Linked DNA regions of Mus musculus: all the other regions are linked to region 1. The links are chromatin contacts, called in public HiChIP or PLAC-seq and promoter capture Hi-C maps. All regions are on one chromosome and are shown on one strand. Each heading gives the region's core, a stretch centred on a gene start, on an enhancer-like site or on the middle of the called end of the contact. The rest is flanking DNA. Distances are from core to core; before and after follow the strand shown.

Evidence for each region. Promoter capture Hi-C pulls out the DNA fragments that hold promoters and counts their contacts. HiChIP or PLAC-seq counts read pairs in DNA pulled down with a chosen protein or histone mark.
Region 2: a promoter capture Hi-C map of liver shows a contact between it and region 1, with 2.9 times the contacts expected there. The contact joins the promoter of Bhlha15 here to the promoter of E130309D02Rik in region 1. A contact is called at or near these places in 2 of 39 promoter capture datasets (cranial neural crest and liver), 1 of 115 datasets of contacts at active chromatin or transcription factors (memory CD8 T cells) and 1 of 9 other capture datasets (liver).
Region 3: an HNF4G HiChIP or PLAC-seq map of pancreatic cancer cells shows a contact between it and region 1. The contact joins the promoter of Foxk1 here to the promoter of E130309D02Rik in region 1. A contact is called at or near these places in 1 of 39 promoter capture datasets (erythroid cells) and 1 of 115 datasets of contacts at active chromatin or transcription factors (pancreatic cancer cells).
Region 4: a promoter capture Hi-C map of liver shows a contact between it and region 1, with 3 times the contacts expected there. The contact joins the promoter of Ap5z1 here to the promoter of E130309D02Rik in region 1. A contact is called at or near these places in 2 of 39 promoter capture datasets (liver and pre-B cells), 3 of 484 Hi-C or Micro-C datasets (CD4 T cells and bone marrow-derived macrophages), 1 of 115 datasets of contacts at active chromatin or transcription factors (microglia) and 1 of 9 other capture datasets (liver).

Annotation. Positions count from the first base shown.
Region 1 is chr5:143,314,047-143,316,746 of GRCm38.p6, reverse strand. E130309D02Rik (RIKEN cDNA E130309D02 gene) reads left to right here and starts at 1,387. Exons shown (of 6, transcript NM_172726.4): 1 at 1,387-1,844; 2 at 2,348-2,569. The coding sequence starts at 1,653. Zdhhc4 (zinc finger, DHHC domain containing 4) reads left to right here. Exons shown (of 8, transcript NM_028379.5): 8 at 1-258. The coding sequence ends at 205.
Region 2 is chr5:144,188,864-144,191,563 of GRCm38.p6, reverse strand. It overlaps Bhlha15 (basic helix-loop-helix family, member a15), which reads right to left and starts at 1,278. Exons shown (of 2, transcript NM_010800.4): 1 at 1,206-1,278; 2 at 1-543. The coding sequence starts at 492.
Region 3 is chr5:142,400,241-142,403,021 of GRCm38.p6, reverse strand. Foxk1 (forkhead box K1) reads right to left here and starts at 1,525. Exons shown (of 9, transcript NM_199068.2): 1 at 981-1,525. The coding sequence starts at 1,498.
Region 4 is chr5:142,462,503-142,465,202 of GRCm38.p6, reverse strand. Ap5z1 (adaptor-related protein complex 5, zeta 1 subunit) reads right to left here and starts at 1,272. Exons shown (of 17, transcript NM_172725.2): 1 at 1,068-1,272. The coding sequence starts at 1,108.

The DNA of each region.
Region 1 (2,700 bases), core at 138-2,637:
TGCTCTGTACCTGGCTGCCACCAACCAGACCACAAATGAATGGTATAAAGGCGACTGGGCCTGGTGCCAGCGCTGGCCTCTGGTGGCTTGGTCCCCATCAGCTGAGCCCCGGATCCACCAGAACATTCACTCCCACGGGTTTAGGAGCAACCTTCGAGAGATCTTTCTACCTGCTACCCCCAGTTACAAGAAAAAGGAGAAATAGAGCGGAAGTGCCCTGCCTTTTAAATACAGTGCACACCTATTTGTACACATGGATATTTGTTTTCTCATCATTGTCTGTGTTGGTTTCTGCTGTGTGGGCGTGAGTGGGCTTTAGTGGGGAAAAAGAGATGGGAAGCTAGGCTTGCTGAGTTCTCGTGTCTCCCAGGGCAGATTTCCCTCCTGCCTATATTCTGCTAGATCCAGTAACTTCTGAGGTCCTAGTGTGAGAAGGGTCAAGAGATGTCCAAGGCTCTGGGTGACAAGGAGGCCTTTGCCTCTTTCACTGCACCCTTGGGCGCCTGAACTAGGACCATAAAGTCTGTTCCCTGATGTACAAGAGAGTCTCTGGGCTGTGCCCAGCTGCACTCTCTCCCTGGTCTGTTCTTTCCCAGGCAGGGGCCCTTTATCATCTTAACTAAATCCTCTCAGCCATAGGCCTCTTAGTCATTGTATTTGTGAGCCACACGCAAGACTTTTCCATTCTGTTTAAAATCTCTACTCCCCGATGGGCGGTGGTGGTGCACACCTTTGATCACAGTACTCAGGAGGCAGAGGAACGTGGATCTCTGAGTTTGAGACCAGCCTGGTCTACACAGTGAGTTACAGGACAGCCAGGGTTACACTGAGTACCCCTGACTCGAAAAACCAAAAGAAAAAAAAAAATCTCCAGTCTTCATTAACAGCTAGTTTAGTATAAATTGTAAATAAACCATCGCCCATAGATTGTATAGAAATCTTGAGCTGGGGAGTGGGAGTGTTGTAGGGTGGGAGGGTTTTCAGGAACAGGGAGCACGTGGGCTAAACCTTGTACTAAGATTCCCATAGTCCTCCTGGGCTGGGCTAGAGCATAGCAGTTAAGAGGGTCCAGGAGTCAGGAGAGAATTTGGAAACACTGACCCTGGAACAGAAGGATCAGGGCGTGGGGGTGCTTACAAGCATCATTTGTCCTAGTAGTCGCCCCACTCCCGGGGGCGATCAGAGCACGTCCTGGTTGGAGGGGAGCATGAGAAGGCTTGGGTGCGTGGTGCCGGCTCAGAACACCTCCGAGTGTCTGATAATCAAACACCTCTGAAGCCGGAGAAACTCTTGCGAAGACGGCGGGGCGGGGCCTCGTGCTTGCCCGTGCGGGCTTCACCGCCAGGGGGCGCCCACGAGAGCGCGCGGCCGCAGCCCGAGCTTGGCCCCTGCGGGCCGCCGTCGCCATTCAGCCGCCGGTTCGGCCGAGCGGCGTCGGCTCCCGCGGCTCTGGGCGGCGCCGCAGTCGGACCCCAGGATACTCGCTGGCCCGTGGCGGCGGCGGCAGCGGCGACGATGGTCCCCTGAGCGGGTTGGCGCCTGTTAGAGGCGGGCGGGCGCCGCGACCCTGCCCGCGTCGGGGCCCAGGCCGGTCGCGCCTCTTTGTCTCCGGGCGGAAGTAGGACTCGCGGCGGGGACAGGGCGGCCGCACCATGAGCGACATCCGCCACTCGCTGCTGCGGCGCGACGCGCTGAGCGCCGCCAAGGAGGTGCTGTACCACCTGGACATCTACTTCAGCAGCCAGCTGCAGAGCGCGCCGTTGCCCATCGTGGACAAGGGCTCCGTGGAGCTGCTGGAGGAGTTCGTGTTCCAAGTGCCCAAGGAGCGCGGCGCGCAGCCCAAGGTGCCCGCCCCGGCCGTGCCCTCGCTCGGTGACAGGAGCTCGCCCCGAGGTCTCGCTCCTCTTTCCGCTCCCCCGGCCTTGCAGTCCAGCGGCGTTGCTCAGCCGCGTGCCCGTTTCGCAGGCGTGTGACAGTCGCCCACCAATGAATGATCCGGGGTGGTGGCTTTGTGAACTGGCTACTTAACATCCCTCTGGGATGTCGCTTAACTAGATGCAGGGTTTTTTCCTTTGCTTATTCATAGAGTTAAGCCCCCCCGGGCTTAGGCTTCTGAAGGGTGAAAAAAATACACCCTGGGAAAAAGAATAGATCTGTTTTCCTTTTTCAAACACTGTCTTTCTGTGTACCATGTATCTCGGGCCAGCCTGAAACTCATTATCGGCTAGACTCAGCCTCGTGTGCGCTGGGATTCTAAGCATCCACTTCCCTAATCTCTTAGGGTGGGAGCTAAGGGGCAGGTGGAGGCCCTCTTCTCACAGCTTCTCTTCCGGGTTTGTTTTTACAGAGACTGAATTCCCTCCAGGAGCTCCAGCTTCTTGAAATCATGTGCAGTTACTTCCAGGAGCAAAGCAAGGACTCTGTGCGGCAGATCATTTTCTCCTCCCTTTTCAGCCCCCAAGGGAACAAAGCCGACGACAGCCGAATGAGCTTGTTGGGAAAGCTGGTCTCCATGGCCGTGGCCGTGTGTCGGATCCCCGTGTTGGAATGTGCGGCCTCCTGGCTCCAGGTACTGCTCTCGAAATAGCGTCTCCCACAGTCTCCGTAGACAGGATAACAAGAGTTTGGATGTTCGTAGAGGTCTTTTACACGTGCGTGATGTCATCGATCATCCCTGCCTGGGTGCTACACCCAGTCCCG
Region 2 (2,700 bases), core at 29-2,528, 870 kb before region 1:
CTGCTGCTGCTGTTGCTGCTGCTGGTGATGGTAGTGCTGGTATAATTTAGGGCCTGGCGCAGGACCTGGTGCCTCCAGCCCCGGGAGGCGGCTGCTGGACATAGTAAGTATGGTGGCGGTCAGCGACTTGATATAGTTCTTGGCCAGCGTGAGGGTCTCGATCTTGGAGAGCTTCTTGTCAGCCCGCACGTGCGGGATGACCTCGCGCAGTGCCTGGAAGGCATTGTTGAGTTTATGCATCCGCTGCCTCTCTCGCTCATTGCTCTCCAGCCGCCTCTGAACACTGTTCTCCCTGCGGCCACCAGACCCCTGTCGCCGGCGGCTGACCTCTCCCCGACCTCCGCTTGCACGCGCTGTCCTGCTCCGGAGACCCTTTGTCAGCTCTGACCCCCCTGAGCCTGACTGGGGTCTGTCAGGTGTCTGCTCTCCTGGGGTGGCTTCTGTGTCCTGCATGGGTGTTCGGCGCCGAGGGGGCCGGTTTTTGGTCTTCATAGCTCCAGGCTGGTTTTCCCAGGAGGTGGTGGCTGGGTGAGGCCCTTCCAACTGAAATTCAGAACACAGCCCCTCTGCAGTCATTCAGTGTGGCCAGTGGACACGCGGCATGGCTGTCTCATTGCTTCCTTAGCCAGTGCAGCTGACCACTGGTGCTTAGTGGACACCTAGGCGCTTCCCGTCCACACTGAACCCTGAGTTGACTCACCTGTGCTCCCAAAGCCCTGGCTGAGTTCACACTGACCCACTTTTCTCTAACCTACCATCCCTTCTTCCCTCCCCACTTATCTGGGAACCCATTTTGGGTCCCCTGCTCCTCCTGAGCCTCCGTACTTGACAATTTGCTTAAACCACCCAGGAACAGGTCCCAACCCTGGCTTATGGGTCCCCCCCGCCCCCCGACACTGTCATTTGTCCCAGACAGGCAGCACCCTTTAAACATCACGTTTACAGCTGGACATGACACAGGTCCAGACATGATCAGAACCAGAACCTCAGTGAGTGCACGCAGGACAGCTCACAGGTCAGACTGATAGTTGCCAAGGCCCTGCAGCAGCCCCCAGTTCTACCACGTGGACAGCACCAGCCAGTCTGAGTGGAAGCCACCATCCCATCTGTCTGTCTGTTTTCCCCTACAGCTGCCAGGCGTCTGATCAAGCTTCTGGGGTTCCCTCCCAGCAGTCCTATATAGTTTCCCCAACCCCTTGGTTTACCTGGGGATTCGAGGCCGTACGCGCAGAGGCTGCCCACGGGGGACAAGGACACGTAGCTTTAGCCACCACGGGCGGGGCTGCGGGAAGCATGTAAATGAGTTCGCTGGGAGGGGCCAGGGCGGCACCTGCGGCCACGCCCCTCGCTCTGAGGACCCGTGCGGACCCGCCTTCCCTTCCCTCCCTCCAGTTCTGAGAGCAGGCGACCTCTCTGGGGACTTGCCAGGGCGGGGAGGGGGGGGGGGGGACCCGGATCGCATCTGGCCAGGACACCTGGCCTTGGGGTTAAGAGTCAGAACAGAGTCTAGGATAAGCCACCCTGCATAGTCTTGCAGGAACCACATCCACCTCCCTGAGCGAAGCTGGCAAGCTCTCTCCTTCCCTGCCCTGGAGCACCCTGGTTTCTCCAGCGGACTCTGCTAGTCCTAAGGGCTCAAGGACAGGGCTGTTCCTCTTTTTGTCTCCCCTTACTGAAATGGGGTGCAAGGGGGTGCCACCCATGTCTACCTATCTGTTGCTAGCTCCTGCCTTGGTTTCCCGAGGTTACAAGGGAATTACAATATAAAAGGTTATGGGGCAGTAAGATGCCTATGGGTAGAGGGGAAGATGCCAAGACTGAGGAGCCTGGGACCCACAAAGTGGGAGGAGAGAACCAATTCCCCCAAGTTGTTCTCTGACCTCTATGTGAGTGTCATGTTGCTCACAGAAAACAGGTTTTCTTGCTAGCCTTTATCTGTGTGTCTATTTTTGGTGTATGTGCATGCTCCTAGGTCAGAGGGACAGCTTGCAGGAGTCTGTTCTCTACTTCCACCACGTTGTGCCGGGGTCGAACTCAAGTCCTTCGGTTTGGCTGCACGTGACGTTACCAGCTGTGCCATTTTGCTAGCTGTAGCACACTGGCTGCCCTTGCGCACCTGACCCTCCAGTGTCTCCTCTGCCTCCCAAGTGCTAGAACTGCAATTGGGTCATGGCACACTCAACTAAAATGTGCTGAAAATATATATTCTTTGATCCAGTGACTGTTGTAGTTACAGATGTGTGTTGGGGCAGTGTGGTGCTAGGGACCAAACCAGTGTTTCTTCACATGTGCTCAGCTCAGCTACATCCCTGGCTCTTTTTTTTCCTTTTAGAGACAGACTCCAAAGCCAAGGCTGTCCTCAGACTCATGGCTACCCTTCTGCCTCAGCCTCTTGCTGCAGGAATCATAAGGGTAACTGGTCACTAGGCTCAACTAATAGTAGTGTGTCTCCCCCCCACCCCCCCATTAATAGGACAGGTCTAAACAACTCAGCCAGGACTCTGCATAGCTCTGGCTAAGTTCAGCAGGCTTGGGTCTCAGTACTTGTGACACAGTCATGTGGGCCATGGTTCTGGTAGAAAGCTGTCACCTCCCTCATGTCATTTGGACTTCAATGAAAGGACTGGGGGCGGGGGGAACTGAGACACCCCCATACTGCATACAACTGCTACTGCTTTTTGAGACAGGACCTCATCCTTA
Region 3 (2,781 bases), core at 276-2,775, 910 kb after region 1:
AGATGGAGATCAGGGTGAGCTGATGGTTTCAAACCATTCGAAGTCAGAGATGACCTCTGAAGACTTAGGCTGTGTGAGATAAGGGTTAGGGGTGGCCCTAGGACCTTCAGGTTAAGGGAAGTCAGGGGTAACGGCTTCTGGCTGGTAGGATGGGGGTCAAGAGTGACCCCAGGTATTGAGGCCAGGTGGGATTAGGGATAAGCTGGGTTCAGAAAGGGTTGGAGATCATGGGTAGCCAACTCCAACATGGGAGGAGTGGAAGACAGATGGGGTTGGGGAGTGTGCAAGTGTGTGTGTGTAAGTGTGTGTGTGTGTGTGTGTGTGTGTGAGAGAGAGAGAGAGACAGACAGACAGACAGACAGACAGAGTCAGAGTCAGAGTCAGAGAGAGAGAAAGGGGTTAGAATGGACCCAAGTGTTCAGGCCTGTCCAGGGTCAGGGTGACAGGATTTCAGGCTGAATGGGAGTCGGGCCCATCCAGGGATCAGTGCCCAATGAGTTAACTGGGGAGTCAGGGTTAGTTGGGTCGTGATTAAGATCAGGACAACCACGGGGTCAGAGCCAGGTGATGGGTGAGATCACCAGTAACTTAAGGATCAGGCTCAGCTGGGCCGGGTGGGATGGAGATCTGTGTAACCAGGGGTCAGAGCTAGGTGGGATCAAGACTGGGAGATGGCTAGGGAATCAGAGCCGGATAGAGTCGAGATTAGAGGGGCTAGGGCCTGGCAGGGTCGAGATGGAGGAGGGAGTGACCAAGGGCTGGGACCCGGTGGGAACGGTAAGAAATTTGAGGCTCGACCCAGGTGCCAGACCAGGCGGAGGCGAGTTCAGGGGGTGACCGGGGGGCGGGGGGTTCAGGTTGAGCAGGGTCGAGATCACAGAGTGACAAGGAGCCAAGCTGGGCGGGGTAGAGGTCAGGGGTGGCCAGGGGGTTCAGGCCAGGTCCGGAGAGGGGTGACCCGAGGGTGGCGCAGTACTCACTGTTGGGGTAGCTGCAGGGCGGGCGCTCCGCGCCTCTGGAAGGCCCCGTCCACGAAGACGCCGTTCTTGCCGAGACAGCGAAGATAGAAGTGAGGCTCCTGGAAGCTGAGCTGCAGGTGGCGCCGGGAAATGAAGCTCGACAGGCCCATGCTTAGGTCCACCGAGCCCTGCGACGAGTTGCGGCCGATGGTGACGCTGGGCTGTCGCATCAGGAACTCGAACTCCCGACCCTCCAGGCGAGCCAGGGCAGGCCCGGGGCTCTGGCGCACGGAGGCAGCGGCCGCGGCCACCAGGGCGGGCGCGGTGGTGGTGGCAGTGGCGACGGTGGAGGGCACCGGCCCGGGGCCGGGCTCGGCGGGCAGCGCGGGCGGCCCGGGTGGAGGTTGCGCCGGCGGCGGCGGGGACGTAGTGGCCGGGAAGGCGGCGGCCGCAGCCGCGGCGCATAGCACGGGGCTGCAGGGAGCCGAGCGCAGCGCCAGCAGGGCGCGGGCGCCGCTGTCCTCGCCGACTTCGGCCATGTTCGCGCAGCTCCGAGCGGCTCCGGTGGCGGCCGAGGCGGCGCGGGGCGGGGCGGGGCGGCGCGCGCGGAAACCCGGGCTGGATCGTGGCCTGGAGCGGAGCCGGGACACCGCAGGACCCTCGCGCTGCGCGCGCAGCTTCCACTCGAGGTGGGCGGGTGCAGAGAGACACAGAGCCCCCTCCTCCAGTCCCGAAGGGTGCTTGGATTCATCACGTTTTTAGGGGTGTCCTATTGAGGCTGGAGTTTAAAGTCCAGGGATGCTTGAAATGGTCTCTGCTCCTTACTGATCGTTTCTGCACAGCTACTCTTTCTGTGCTTTGCTTTTTTTTTTTTTTTGGTTTGGTATAATGTTGCAAATTACATTTTATTCATTCATTTATTTACTTGTGGTTCTTTACCACGTGTGTGTGTGCGCGCGCGCGCGCACGTGTGTTTGTGTGGTCAGAGAGGACAGCTCTCAGCAGTCTATTCTCTCCTACCCTGTGGGGTTCTGAGGATGGCATTGAGGTCGACAAGCTTGGTGACAAGCACCTTTATTTACTGAACCATCTCGATTGTTCTTGTTTTGTTGTTTGAGATCCTGTCTCATACCAAGGCTAGCCTGGTTTTGAATACCTAGATCAGGCTGGCCTCAAATTCATGATCTTCCTGTTCCAGCTTCCTGAGTGTAGCTATTAAGGTGTGTGCCTAGCCCTTTAAAATCAATTTAAAAATTCATTTTTTAAAGACAGGGTCTATGTATGTAGACCAGATTGGCTTCTAGCTGACGACCAACCCGGCTCAGGCTCCGCAATTCTTGCTGGAGTCACAGCTGTGCACCACCACAGCTGGTTCCCCTTGCTCCTTTTAAGGCGAACAGTTCTGCCTGTTTCTAGGGACTGTGGACACCCGAAGATTGACGGTAGTTGAAAACACTTAAATGGTGAACTTGGCACCATGTGAATCCCTTGAGAATTTAAGGTCCTGCACTGGGATGCTAATTCCCCCAAGTCTTCCCCCAGGACCTGCAGCGCGCGAGTGCATGCACACACATACACACTCGATTTCTCACATTTAATAATGACTGAAGGAGCTGACACAGTTGGTAAATTGCCTGATGGCACTCATCCCCCAAGACAGGAAAGTTCATTCCCCGGGACCGACTTCAAAACCCATTGAGAGCTTCGATCTTCCCAGCGCTTTGGGTAAAAGGTTGACAGATAGATCCCTGAAGCTCATTGGCCAGCCTGCCTAGCCAATCAGTGAGCTCCACGTTCATAGTGGAAACACTGTTTCAAAACA
Region 4 (2,700 bases), core at 23-2,522, 850 kb after region 1:
GACAGTCCCACTATGGTGTCCTGACAGGGCTGATGGTTTGCAAACTGCCCCCATTTTGAGCCTGTCTGTCAGGTACTTGAACTTGGTTCTGCACTGTCTCTGCAGGTACCACATGTCCCAGGCCGAGGAAGGTCTCCAGTAGCTTTCCTACCACCCTCGCCTGCTTTGTTTCCTGCATCCTCCACCCAGAGTCTTATTGAGGCACCTAGAGAACAGGCTGGGTGAGCAAAAGGAGATACAAATGGCCCAGGGTTGTACCCAACTGGGGCAGTGATAAACCACAGATGCTATGAGACAGGATAGCGTTATTTTTGTGTTGGCATGAAAAGGTTACTGCTTAAAAATGAAAAGTACCCACCCAGTACTGAAGGCAAAGGAGGGCTGTGGGCCCATGGGGAGACTGTGTGGCTGGGTCACCAACCATTTTCCTAATAGATCTTAAGAAAACTGTCTTTGTTTTTTAATTTATTACATTTATTTATGTACATGTTGGGGTGCTCGAGTGGAGATCCAAAGACAACTTGCTGGAGTTGATTTTCTTCTTCCTCCCCGAGCCCCGGGGGTCGAATCGAGAGAGTCAGGCTTGGTGGCAAGGTCATTTACCTATTAAGTCCCTCTGTCTTCGGAGTACTGTCTTGTTCGTAGACTCCAGACTTTTAACTCTTTCAGGCTCTGGGAGATCCCAGAGATCTTAACCATTCTAAACTTTCCCCACGAGTGGCCCAGCTCAGAGTCCAGATTTGTCCCTTTGCATTTTCAGTTTACCAAATGCATCAGGTCTGGGCTTCGGGTAGTCGTTTCCTTCGCTGAATCACGTACCACCAAGTCTTGGGCTGGCTATTTGGGAAAGAACCTAGACTCTCAGTGCAGGGTCAGCACTAGCATGGACCCAGACACGATGAGGAGGATCCCTTAGCTGAGTTGTGCGCCTCACATTCCACGCAGGTCGCCCTGAGCCCCGGACCCGGCGCCACACGGAGACCCGAACCGTGCAGCGGGACCACCGCCTCCCCGCTCCTCCCCGGCTTCGTCTCACGCCCCGTGGCCCCAGCCCCAGATCGGCAGACCTGGCCTGGTGCAGCAGACTTTCCGCGCCCGCCGAGAACATGCCGACACGGCTCCAAGCCCACCAGTGCCCGAAACGTTGCCGCGGACTTCCGGGATCGTGTCACATGACGTGTCATGTGACCGGACTGTGTCTGCCCTCTTTCGCCCCACCTCTTACCCCCGCCACCACCCTCCCGCGTCCTGGCTGGATCACGTGGGAGAATCTGGAGCGCTAGCTGACGGCTTCCGGTGCCACACCACGTGGGAGGGCCATCCCTCCCACTCCCCCGCGCAAAAGACAGACCAGCTTCCGGTCCTGCGGCAGGTGGGCGGGGCGGGGCGGAGGCCTTGGCCAAAATATTGCAGTACAGAAGCCAGTTCCCGCCTAGCTCCTGGGCTTCTCTCCACGTCAGTCAGCAGCCAGGGAGTCATGGAACCGTGGTCCTTGGAACCCAGAACTCCTGGCTCCGAAACAGTTTCCTTTGATCCCGGAACTGCCAGTGGTAGACTCTAGACCTGGAGAGACTAGGCAGGCACATAGTTTAGCAGTAGGGTGACTAGATTTACCCCAGTGAGAGGCTGGGGGCGCGACTTGGTGGCAGAGAAAGAACATCCTTAGCAAAAGCTGTATGGCAGACACGTTTTATAAATTCTGTCAGGCTCTTTGCTGCAGAAATACCCAATGTCTTGCTAGTCTTGGGTTTTAAGATGAGGCCCTGGCACTATTCACCTATTTGGGTTGGGAGATGGGTGCCTATTGCACACACAGAAAAAGGAAACTGGTAGTAGACTGAGGAGCTGTCACAGTGGGAAAGACACTTGGACCCGTGTCTTTCTGGCTCTTGCCAATCAATACCTAGTGCTCATGGCCTAGTAATAAGCAAGGCTTCAGGGAGAAACGGGCAGAAGTAGAAACGGCTCAGCTGGTAAAAGTGAACATGAGTACCTGAGTTCCATCCCTGGGTGGCCATATAAAAATAAAACCCACACTTGCAGTCCCAGCACTGAGGAAGTGGAGATCGGAGTATCCCTAAGGGTTGCTGGCCGGCCCTAGCTTACTTGGCAAGTCCCAGGCCAACGAGAGATTCTGTCTCAGAGAAGAGGTAGGGCAAGAAAGAAGACTCAGAACCTGAAAGTGATTGACACACAGGCCTGACAGGCTGAGTTTGGGTCCTCAGAAGCTACATAAAACCTGAGCCCAGTAGTGTAAGGATTTGTAATCCCAGCACACCTACAGGAGATGGAGGAGGCAGGAGACTCTCCTGAGGCTGGAGGATAAGCCGCCCTGGCTTATGAGATGGTAAAGAGAATCTGTCTCAGACAAGGTGTAAGTAGCCATGAGGGTGGGCACCTGAAGGCTGTCCTCTGATCTGCTCACGTCTCCTGTGGCCAGTGTACATATGCCTATGCCTCTGCATGTGAACACACACCCCACTTGAGGAACAGCAGCTGAGGTTGTCCTCTGCCTCCACACAAATACACACACAGGTGCAGTCACACCCAAAAACATGTACACAGAAAAAAGGGACAAGTGGGTTGTTTCTCACCTGGCTGAGTGTCAGGATGAATGCCAGGGGCTCTGAGGCAGCCGCCATGGGGTGGTGGCTTGAGTGAGAATGGCTCCCATGGGCTCATATACTTGAATGTTTTGAC